Linked DNA regions of Sus scrofa: regions 1 and 2 are each linked to region 3. A link is a contact called in public HiChIP or PLAC-seq data. All regions are on one chromosome and are shown on one strand. Each heading gives the region's core, a stretch centred on a gene start, on an enhancer-like site or on the middle of the called end of the contact. The rest is flanking DNA. Distances are from core to core; before and after follow the strand shown.

What was found. HiChIP or PLAC-seq counts read pairs in DNA pulled down with a chosen protein or histone mark.
Region 1: an H3K27ac HiChIP or PLAC-seq map of alveolar macrophages shows a contact between it and region 3. The contact joins the promoter of CENPL here to the promoter of PRDX6 in region 3. A contact is called at or near these places in 1 of 5 promoter capture datasets (liver), 4 of 47 Hi-C or Micro-C datasets (embryonic fibroblasts, heart right ventricle and skeletal muscle) and 2 of 2 datasets of contacts at active chromatin or transcription factors (alveolar macrophages and skeletal muscle).
Region 2: a contact with region 3 is called in an H3K27ac HiChIP or PLAC-seq map of alveolar macrophages. The contact joins the promoter of KLHL20 here to the promoter of PRDX6 in region 3. A contact is called at or near these places in 1 of 5 promoter capture datasets (liver), 2 of 47 Hi-C or Micro-C datasets (heart right ventricle and liver) and 2 of 2 datasets of contacts at active chromatin or transcription factors (alveolar macrophages and skeletal muscle).

Annotation. Positions count from the first base shown.
Region 1 is chr9:116,108,538-116,112,515 of Sscrofa11.1, forward strand. It overlaps CENPL (centromere protein L), which reads right to left and starts at 1,285. Exons shown (of 5, transcript XM_003357541.4): 1 at 737-1,285. It overlaps DARS2 (aspartate--tRNA ligase, mitochondrial), which reads left to right and starts at 1,433. Exons shown (of 19, transcript XM_021063655.1): 1 at 1,433-1,570; 2 at 2,012-2,172; 3 at 3,142-3,241. The coding sequence starts at 2,052.
Region 2 is chr9:116,004,150-116,008,025 of Sscrofa11.1, forward strand. It overlaps KLHL20 (kelch-like protein 20), which reads left to right and starts at 1,413. Exons shown (of 12, transcript XM_005656716.3): 1 at 1,413-1,560; 2 at 2,455-2,518. The coding sequence starts at 2,496.
Region 3 is chr9:115,855,419-115,859,289 of Sscrofa11.1, forward strand. It overlaps PRDX6 (peroxiredoxin 6), which reads left to right and starts at 2,211. Exons shown (of 5, transcript NM_214408.1): 1 at 2,211-2,385. The coding sequence starts at 2,291. It also overlaps a transcript of TNFSF4 not described here.

The DNA of each region.
Region 1 (3,978 bases), core at 35-2,534, 250 kb after region 3:
TCGTGGCGCAGTGGTTAAGGAATCCGACTAGGAGCCATGAAGTTGCAGGTTCGATCCCTGGCCTTGCTCAGTGGGTTAAGGATCTGGCTTTGCTGTGAGCTGTGGTGTAGGTCGCAGACGCGGCTCGGATCCCAACTTGCTGTGGCTCTGGCATAGGCTGGCAGCTACAGCTCCGATTAGACCCCTAGCCTGGGAACCTCCATATGTTGCGGGAGCAGCCCAAGAAATTGCAAAAAGACAAAAATATAAAAAAAATAAAGGAATTCTCTCTCTCCCTCCCACTCCCTACACCCAAACACGTGCCCCCTACCCCAGAATGCTCATTACCCTATTCCTCATGCCTGTCCAGTTTGCTTCTGCTAACTTTTTTATTCAACCTACTGACAGTTAAGCCTTCTTCTCTGGACTCATCTGACTGACTAAATCCAATTCACGCTGCAGGTTTCATCCCTTCAGGAGAAGCTTCCAAGTATCCACAGAGGAGTTAGCTCTCCAGCCAATTCCTCCAGCCCTTGCAGTTCAGAACACAACTTAGCTGTTTTTCTTGTGTTACGTCCGTGAAGGAAGGGACTCTGACTCAAATCATTTTTGCACACCTAAATCCAATCAACCCAAGCCAATGCTGAGCCCAATGCCAAGATATCAAAGTATCTAAGTACTCTAAAGATAACGACCACACAAAACGTCAAAATATAAAGTTTACTGCCAAGCCTGGACCAATAAAAAAGCATCTTACCCAAAAAATGCCGTAATAACGCTGTCAACCATTCCCTTCACGAATCATTCTTCAAGTCTGTATCCAACTACGTTGAGACTGAAATCCTCTGAAGTAAAAAAGCCGCCAAAACGACAGCTAAAATAAAGTCTGGAGGAACCTCTTTCTAAAGTCCCTCTAGTTCTACAAGTGGGTGCACGACCGACACAGACGGGAGCAGCAACAAGACCTCCGGCTCCCTCAGACGCCAGCCGAGCCCGAGACTTCAGGCCGGAAGAACATTTCCGCTGACCCGGCCACCCAGCTCCGTGATCCTCGCTCCTGAGGAGTCGGCTGCTGCCCGCAGAGGCAGCGGGGCAAGAGACAGTGTGTGCCAACTCGCTTTCTCCACCTGAGCCTTCGGGGGCCAAGGCCAGCTCTGAAAAGCCGCCGCTGAGAAGCGGCAATTTAGCGTCAGCCGCCGCCTCTGTTTAAAATCGTTTCCCGACTCGCTCTGCGGCCGGACGCAGGACGTCTCCGTGGAGCCTATTCTAAGCCGGCGAAGCAACTCTGGTCCCCATTTTAACTGAGGGCACGGGAGCGCACTAAACATTGGTAGCGTTCGCGCTCCTAATTGCGCAGTGTTGCGCTCCGTACGTTACCACCGGCACGAAGCGTTCCTTCAAATTTCCGCCCATAGTGAAGATGGCGGAATCCCCCTGCTCTGATTGGTTGAATCCCTCCATTTATCTTGGCTGTTCGCTGGGTGTGTTAAGGGGTGCTTGGCTCCCAGCGGTGGAGTGTGTTCTTCGACCTCCAGTAACGTGTTAGACTTGCTTGCCTTCCTCTTTCTGAAGACCCGAGATCGGCCGTCAGGTTTGAAAGATTTGAAAAGCAAGACTGGGTTCTTGCCTGTTTTCAGGTTCTGCCTGCGGGGAACTTTCGGGGAAGCGTGGAAAGGAAGGGAAGGGCGTCCGCCTCCCGCCTGACCCCTGCTCCCTGTGCGTGGCTGCCGGGTCTCGCCATATGCTGCTATATGGAATCATTCGCTCGTCACTTCTGGCCGAAGCTTTCTTTGCTAATAGAAGTGGTAATGGATGCACTGAGAGGAGGGGGAAAGTCTTAAAAGGTCTTTCCCGTATTCAATTTTCCCAAAGGCCCCAAAGATTTTGCAAATTTATCTAATTTGCAGATAGGTGCACTTGAATGTTCAGCAGACAGGGGCTTAAATATTAAAGAGAGCGTGAACTCCTAGCATTTTAAGGGCTTTGTATGTATTTCCAAAACTGACTTTTGACCACCATCCAACACCTGCAGCTTTTGATTCGTGAGCGTTTCGCCATCCTGCGGCTATAACATGTTCTGCTGGCTAAGTCGGCTATTCAGGGGTTTATCCAGACCCACCGGAAAGACTACCCAGCCGTTCTGGGGTTTTCTCTCCCGAAGTCTGATACTGACTTCACAGAGGAGTATTCCAGGTGAATGCAGAAAAGCTTTGTCCGCTGAACAGCACTTTCTCCTGTTCTCTGTAGCCAGAGTGCTTATTCCATTTATCCCCTAGTCTTGACTGGATAGCTTTATGTGCAGAAGCACATCATTCACTCTCTTGATTTCTTATGATGTAGTTTTCCTCCTGCAGTTTTAAAAAGACTAGAAAAGTAGTCACATGAATATAAGCTATTCATTTAGTTTTTATGTTGCGAATAAGAAGCCTAAAAAATTCTTTTATACTTTAAATATGGTTTTCTAGTGTACAAGTGACTGTTTTCACTCCAGATTCATACTAAAGCTAGTTACTCTACTTCTGTAATTCCCAAGACCCTGTTTTGTTTGGGGAAGAAATGTGCACTATTATGAAGAGTGCATTTTGGGTCAGTGCAAATGCTGGGTGATAAAAAATATTTAGATTCCTTTTTTTATTATTAAAATATAGGGAGTTCCCGTCGTGGCGCAGTGGTTAACGAATCCGACTAGGAACCATGAGGTTGCGGGTTCGGTCCCTGCCCTTGCTCAGTGGGTGACGATCCGGCGTTGCCGTGAGCTGTGGTGTAGGTTGCAGACGCGGCTCGGATCCCGCGTTGCTGTGGCTCTGGCGTAGGCCGGTGGCTACAGCTCTGATTCAACCCCTAGCCTGGGAACCTCCATATGCCGCGGGAGCGGCCCAAGAAATAGCAACAACAACAACAAAAAGACAAAAGACAAAAAAAAAAAAAAAATAATAAAATAAAATAAAATATAGTTGATTTACAGTTGTGCCAAGGCAAAAATTTACATTAAGACAGTTACTTGGCTTTTGACACATGTATAGGTAAATTTCATAGTGATTGATTACATTCTTTGTAAATATCATCCATTAAGATAGGAATGATATGAACTGAAAGTATATTCTCAAACAATTTGCAAATAATGTACTTTTAATCTTCCTTTTTTTCTCTTCTTTTTTTAAGAACTCAGTAGCTTTGTTGCCCGAACCAACACTTGTGGAGAGTTGCGTTCGTCTCACTTAGGCCAAGAAGTCACCTTGTGTGGATGGATTCAGTACCGCAGGTAGATAGAAACAGTTTAAGAATACATGGTGATAGGAGTTCTGTCATGGTGAAGTGGTTAACGAATCCGACAAGAACCATGAGGTTGCGGGTTCGGTCCCTGCCCTTGCTCAGTGGGTTAAGGATCCATTGTTGCCACGAGCTGTGGTGTAGGTTGCAGATGCGACTGGGATCCCGTGTTGCTGTGGCCCTGGCATAGGCTGGCAGCTACAGCTCTGATTAGATCCCTAGCCTGGGAACCTCTATATGCAGTGAGAGCAGCCCTAGAAAAGGCAAAAAGACCCAAAAAAAAAAAAAAAAAAGAATACATGGTGATAAAAGTAACTGAACACTGGAGTTTCCTGTCATGGCTTAGCAGAAATGAATCCGACTAGGAACCATGAGGTTTCGGGTTCCATCCCTGGCCTCCATCAGTGGGTTAAAGATCTGGTGTTACCCTGAGCTGTGGTGTAGGTCACAGACTGGGGTCAGATCCTGCATTGCTCTGGCTGTGGTGTAGGCCAGTGGCTCCGATTTGACTCCAGTCTGGGGACCTCCATATGCAGCGGGAGCAGCCCTAAAAAAGACAAAAAAAAATAAATAAGTTACTGAACCCTGGGACCAATAATTGGGTAAGCTGTTAAGCATCAGTAGCATAAAAAAGCATTGTTTATGTTTAGGTAGAGAAAAAGCCTAAAAAGATGAAGAGTGATTCCTCAGTGGTAGAGCCCATTTGTTCATCTCTATATTACAAAGCAT
Region 2 (3,876 bases), core at 163-2,662, 150 kb after region 3:
TCGTATGCTGTGGGTGTGGCCCTAAAATGGAAAAAAAAAAATGTTGACAGTCAACCTTCATAACTACATAAATGATCACTAGCACTTCAGGGTGGTGTCCATCTCATTCACAACTGTATTTCCAAGGTCTAGCATGGTACTTGGTATACAGTAAGTGTTGAGTCCATTTAAAGGAGAGGAGGAAAAACTGACATTTGTTGAGTGCCTACGAAGTGCCAGATATACAACATGATATTTCTTCCTTTTTTTTTTTTTCTTTCTTTTTAGGGTCACACCTGCAGCATATGGAGGTTCCCAGGCTAGGGATTGAATCTGAGCTGTAATCACAGGCCTACACCACAACCACAGCAACCCTGGATTCGAGCCATATCTGCAACCTATACCACAAATCATGGCAACACCGGATCCTTAACCCACTAAGCGACGCCAGTAATTGAACCCGCAACCTCATAGTTCCTAGTCAGATTTGTTTCCACTGTGCCACAACAGGAACTCCCGGATATACAACATGATCTTAAAGCTAGTCAGTCACAGGCCTGGGATTTGAAACTATGAATACCTGGATCTAAATACCATGCATTTCCCACTACAAGCTAATTAACAAAAGGTATACTTTCCCGTTCAGAAACAACTAGACAATCCTATGTAGATCCCATGAAAATCTGGTTAAGTTCATGCTTAGCCTATATAGTCAACAAGAAACCAACAACAGTCTTTCACTGATATTACTGATAATTGCATCCCCCACACTGTCACCTGTTTGTTTCCTAAACATAGAGTGAAAATTTTGTGACTGTGTGCTGTAGGAAAATGGGCCAAATGACAAATTGAAAAATATATTTTTTCCTACCTAATGCTAAAGTGGGTACACAGAAGTGTTTTGTTAAATGTCTGTTGGTGAATGCTAAGTGAAAGGGCAAGCTAACATAGCCATCCTGAATAAAACCCTGGTGTTTTGAAACCTAAACAGTGGAAAATCTAGGAGGTTGCCTCTGTTTATGATTTGTCTGTGGATCCTCAGCAGCTTGCACATAGTAGGGACCTAATTTGTGTAAACCCCATACATGCATGTGTCAATCATTCGGTCCACAATTAGAGGAAAGATTGTGCTAATAGGAGACCACCAGCTACAAATAAATCAAAATTCCTGGCTTTCCATGACTCCTATCATCTTTCTATTGGCTTCTGCTGGGGAAAACGAAGAGAGGAGGAGACTTCAGTATTCGGATACTGCCAGTTCAGTGATGAACTCGCACAGTGGTCACTCTCGGGGTGCAAGGAACTGGATAACTGCACATGCAGTCTTTGAGAGTACCCAAGCCCCCAGCAGGGCAAGGCTACTTCCTGATCTGCTCCGGAACCCTTTGTCGGAGTATGTGGGTTCCAGAGGGAAGTATTTAGGAACAGGACAACTTCCTGCTGGTGCAGTGGAGCGAGGGTGGGGAGGAAATCGCTCCGGGAGCCGCATCCTGCTTGCGCTAGCGTCTGCAGAGAAAAGGGTGGAGGTGCCGAAAGGAGGAAGCAGAAGAGGCTACGGAAGACAAGAAAGTGTTGGAGCCGGTAGGTTAGCCGCCTTAGAGCTGGGGCAGTGGGAAGCAAGTGGTTTGCAATATCTGCGGTTCTAAATTGCTGGGCTGCCCAGGTGGGTAGGGGCCGTGCTTTGCACGCTGCTTGTCAGTAGGCACCAAGAAGGGGCTGTTCGGGGCACTGGGGCTGGGCCTTGCGGGGCACCTGACTGCGCTCGAGCTGGCTGGCAACCCTACCCCGGAGCCCGTGGCGGCGCTGGGCTGTTCTGCCTTAGGGCGTGGGGTTCCGCACCCTGGACAGCTTCCCTAGACCGGGGGCGGAATTTAGGGGAAAGAAAGTGGATACGGTGCGTCCCGCTTAACCCTCAAGACTTTGCCAAGTGGGTGATGAACATTGTTTCGGGAACTGAGGGGAAGGGCTTGTAGAGGGACTGTTAGTCTGAAGCCATAGTTTGTCTACTCTGTTCTAGGAGCCCGGGCTATCGCAAGGGAAGTTGGTTTGTTTTTATGGCAAGTGCCTATTCCTGCTTCTTGTCACTTCTGGGCAAGCTAAGAGCTTTCATATCCCTCGTTAAGCCCGTGTGTTCTCTATCTGATTGATCGTATTTGTACTGCTGGGGGTATCTGGTAAATACTCTGTCAAAGTTAAATGTCTCCAAGCACTTTTTGAAGAGAGAAGACTAACCTAGCAGTCGGGGGACTATTTAGCGCACCTTTTCTCACCTTCCCATATAATCGTTTTAGCGTTCAGAGTGAGGGTGGTCATCTTAAAGGTGCTAGCTAAGGGTTGTGATTGTGCATCTGCAAAAGGCCTTTCGTATGGTAGGATATAAAATTCTTTATCACTGAACAAGATGAATGTGTAGAGATTGTTACTGGAGAAATCAGAAATAGTTTTTATTAAGTTACTGCTTTTCTGTTGTCTTAGGTTCGGCTTTAGAGTGTGGTGAAGGGTACTTTTCATGGTGCATGGAAGGAAAGCCAATGCGCAGGTAGGCATTTAGGAAGAAAATCTTCTGTTTCAATAAATGAAATTTACGTAATAATCTAGGGCTTCATTTAAATCTTTTTAAAAGATTGTCAAATCTTACCAAATTCTGTTTAGAATTAAAAATTCTTGTAAAATAAAGGTAATATTAGGAATTAATAGCTTTTTAAATAAAATAAAATGTAGAACTTAAATTTCTAAAGAGTGCTTTGAGCTTTATGTAGTTAACACTTCAATTTTCTTTTTTGCGTTGTAATTTTTTTGTGATAATATTATGCGTACTGTGATACTATACAGATTAGTTATAGTCTTCAATTCCCTGTAGAATACAGAGGGTTCTGTTGCCATATAAGAATAATGATTTTTTATAATACGCTGTACTGAATGTCTAATTATGGTTTTGGTTATGTCACTCATGTTCATTAATACATTTGTTCTTTGAATTAAAATAGCTGCATTGCAGGGAAGATTGTTAGAAGACTAAAAAAGGTATTTGACATAATAACTTAGTCCATAGAAAAATAGAACAGTGTGTGGGAAAATATAGACACTTATAGACCTTCTCAACCCTAGAATTTAGTAATGCTTTTTCTCAATCTGTTTTAACAAATAGGACTCAAATCGTTATTGAAATAAAGTCAGCCCAGTTCTATTTCTTCATTTTTAAACTCATTTCACTCTTATTGAACTGTATTTAATTATTTTTTGTTTAACATCAAAGATAAACAGCTCTGGCAGACCCTTTCAAGAAAAGAAGCATACCATGATGGGGATATGACTTAGAACTAAGGAACAAGAACCAGAATATGAATATTTTTCCAAATCTATTACTGAGTTTTTTTGATTGCCCTTGAGTTATTCATCTTCTCTGTGCCCCAATTTTCTTCTCTAATATATCTGACCAGGATATTGAGAGTAATGAATGTTTGCAAATGCTTTGAGATCTCCAAATGGAGAGTTATTGTAGATATAATAAATGCCATTATAGACCTTCTTATTTGTCTTATTCTATAGTAGGAATAATGTTTGAAAGTACATGAAGAAATTAACACATATATTAAGTGCTTTGTTATTTCAACTTCTAACATGATTTCAAAAAGCCACTGATTGTTTCTCATCCTCAGCTCCCAGGAATGTCATATCTTATGTAATTATTAAAATAAGAGCTTATTAATTTTAAAAAATTAATTTTTAATTTTTAAAATGTGGGAATGTTTTTGGTTTATCAATAATTTCCATATAAAATATTTGCTTAATCACTCATATCTACCCTTTTTTTCTTGTTTTATTATATAACATTGCCAGTTAATCAAAATGATGTTGGAGAATTTTGGCGCCATTAATTGTTAAGTTCCTGGTTTT
Region 3 (3,871 bases), core at 961-3,460:
ATATAGCCCTTAGGCAACATTTGAGTTTTTACATCTTTGACAGAGATAGGATACATTAGGATAGAATTCATTTTCCTCCTAATTCTAATCTAAGAAAAATAACCAGGTAAGAATGGGGTAGAAGTCAGCAGACCATGTCAGTAAGCAGCAAGGAGCCTTCTGAAAAAATAAGGAATATACGCACTGGTAGAAGCTACTCTCCAGTCACTGTTTGCCAAGTGGAACATAAGCCCAGTGTGGCCAGCTCTTGGGACTTTTTAGGAAACAGAAATCCAGATATTTTTGTGAAAATTTTTAAAAATTAAAAAAATTTTAAATGTTGACAGCTAATTCAAAAGAATTTAAAATGCTGAAAAGGCTAAAGCAAACAAGTCTGCAATGTACAAGAGGACTGCCAGTGTGCGATCTCTGGAATTGTAAATTCTAACAGACATTTATCTTATTTTATTATTAAATTATTGCTTAATATATAACAGTTTTACAATTATGCCTTTTATAGAGATCTATAATGTTTCTGTGTTCTTTCTCCATAATTTTGGCATATCTGCATTTTCTAGCCTATCTCCACAACATTGTTAATAGCCTTAAATTCAAATTACCTTCCTTTTCCTCTTCTCTTTCACCCCTACAAAAGGAATTAAAGCATAGAGCTTTTAAAACCAAAGCTTGGAGTCAAACTGGTTTACAGATTAAATTATAGTAGCTTCACAGAGTTTTCTAAAATGGCTAAGAAATTTTACCAGTAATCTTACAAGTCCTTGTACAGGAGAACTGAGCAAATATGATTGGCACGCATACACACGAAAACATCACTCCACTGAAAACTGAAATCTTAGTATGTGAGTCATTTTTCTTCACACTGCCATGTGCCTTCTCTAAGTCTGGGGACCACCATCCAGAGAATTTTTGGTAATTTTGGTCCATCTTCTCCACCCAAACTCCATCAGCATTTACGCTAGGTTTTTATCATAACTGTACATACCTCTGCCTTCCTTGTAAAACCATATCTCTCCTCTGTTATCAGCAGGCCTAGCACAATGCCTAGCACATAGTCGGCAACGCAAGGGTTATTGCATAAACTACTATCATCATCCAAATAATAGCTACTGTTGCCAGAGAACTTACTATGTAAATTAAGATGATTGTGGAAACGGATGCAGCTGACAATGGTAACCACTTATAGTTTACCTACATTAACCCAGAGGCTTTCTCAGACCAGACTATCCAATTCAAGATGCACCCCAGTCACCCTGTGGCACATAACCTTACTTTCTCTGAATAGGATTTACTACTGTTTAACATATTCTTGTTTAATTACGCCTCCCTCACTATAATGAAAGCTCCAAGAATACAGTCATTTTGTCTACCTTGTGCTTGGCACACAGAAAGCAAAGAAATGAATCTAAACTTCCCACTTTCTTGGGTGGAAGAGTTGACTTGCACACAATAGACCACAACAAATATGTTTTTAAATTTAGATTTAGATTTCAGGATAACTGTGTTGAATAGCTTATGATTCATAGTGAACTCTGGGAGTGGAATAAAAATAAAACTTTGTTCTCATTCCCCCAAGCACTTACTGACATAGGTGCTGGCATTTTTGCTGCAACAAGAAAGCCACTTCCTCTGACGTAAGGTGCCCCACATGTCTGGGTCTTGCCACATTCTCAGATACAGAAATCAGGATGGCTAGGCTGGCTGGGGCGGTCAGGATTCCAGACGCTCACACTAAGAGAGCAGGGAGTGGAGGGGTCGCGGGACCCCTCTGCTGGGAGTCGACCGTGAATGGGTGTCAGGAGGGTCTCCGCGGATTCTTGCGGCTCCGCAGGGCCGCTCTCAGCCTTGGGGCTCCCCTTCCTATTGCGTTCCGCTTCCTTTACCTCCAATGCCCAGAACGCACCCCCAAGATTCCAGAGGGCGACGTCATTGAGTCCCCTGTCACGTGAGGGATCCTGGCAGGTTAGAGGCCTGGCGAGGTGTTGGACCGCGCCCAGGGCTGTTCTGTCCCAGCCCTGCTTCAGACTACCGCCAGTTCCGGCCTCTCCTACCGCGCCCGCCAGCGTGGGCCCCGCCCACCCCGCCAAGGCCTGGCCCCGCCCCTCCCGCCCGCCGCGGCCCCGCCCATCTTGGCTGTGCTTTGGTCCCGCCCACCTTGCTCCCTCCTGTCCCGTCCCGCCCCGCCCCTTGAAGCCCCATTTATTCCTCCCCGCAACACCTACAAGGCTAGAACCAGCCATCCGTTAGCTGTCGCTGCTGGGCTTCTTCATCTTCCCGCGTCACTGCTGCCGCCATGCCCGGAGGTCTGCTTCTCGGGGACGAGGCTCCCAACTTCGAAGCCAATACTACCATCGGCCGCATCCGTTTCCACGACTTTCTGGGAGACTCGTAAGTGGCCAGTTTGTCGCCCTGCCCTGGGTTACGCCCGGACTCGGAGGTGCCTTCCCCTTTTTCTCCCTTCCGTCCTCCACCGCTTGCCGCCCGCCTCCTCCCGGCACCGGTTCCTGCACGTGCCTTTCCTATGTGCCCTGCCCCGCGGCGACAGATCGCCGCTGAGAGGAGGCGACCCTCTGGTCAGCCATGCGCCCGCCACTTGATCCTCTCCAGCCTCCCGGCCCCCGCATGGCTGGGCTGGCTTTAGAGAGGGGGAGGGGAACAAAATCAGGTCCTGGGAACTGCAGGCCAGTGCAGAGGAGGGTTTGTTGTCTATTTAATTCTGTCTTCTAAACTCTGCAAGTAGCGTGGTTCAGCCGAAACAGGGAGGAGGCAGGAGCCGAGCCTCATCTGCGGTCAGTTCCTGGGACTTGTGCCCAGGGTCTCACCTCCCTCCTTCGGTTCTGGAATTTGCTCCCTGGGGAAAGTGGGTGTCCAAGGCCAAAGTCAGAGGACACTGCTGCTGGCTGAAGGTTCAGGAAGGGCCCAGCGTGTTATCTGAGGGTTCTGCTTGCTGCAGTGGTATTTGCACAAAAAATTTGAAACCACTAGCTTGCCAAGTAAGTAGCTGAAAGACTTTTTACCCTGATCCTGCTCCAGTGGCCACAATATGATTTGATAACAGCTTTGGGAGGATCCCAGAACACTCTGTGTGTGGGTGTGTCCTTCACTCCAGAACCTGCAACACCTTGAGGCAAGGGCTTCCTGAGGTCGTTCAGTTGCAGTGATCCATGGCAGGCACCGGAGCACCCCACCTCCCCAGTTGTAGACCCTTTTGTTTCATAGCTGCGTGCCTCTCACTGCCCCCTCCCCCATCTGCCATGCTTCCAGCAGCACGTAGCCTTGCCGAATCGCTGACCCATGATCTAGCCTGGCAATCATACCACTATGACTTGGAGTACATGGGTGTAACCGTGGTTTTACAGCTCCTGAATAAGCAAACTTTAAGTTTATTACATTTAACATGAAACGGCCCAGATGTGTCTAGTTATGTTTCTGGAGTTCCAGTGGCCCCACTACACTGTGGTCCAAGGCTTTATGACCTTTGCTTTGTACCCTTTTTATATAGTGTCCAGGTATATGTAGTATATACAGAGGGCAAAGTTTATGAGATTAATCAGTGCTTGGACAGACCCATGCAGAGCACCTGGGAGAGATTCTTAAACTTAGTCCTAACCACCCCCCTTTTAAATTCCTTAAATCCATTTTCCAGCCACTGATTAAGGGAAAAGCTAAGTTTTTTGAAAGAGAACTAGGCTAGAAAAAGGATGAGAAATGGAACATTCAGACCTTAAAGACAGGGAAGGGCTTCGGAAATACAGACTATGTCCAGTCTCATACTTGAAATCTAGGTATTAGTATTTCTCCAAGACTCCAAAGGATTTTCAGAGAATGTTTCTTCCCACTCCAATCTACAGCCCTCACCTCCCATAAAACAAAA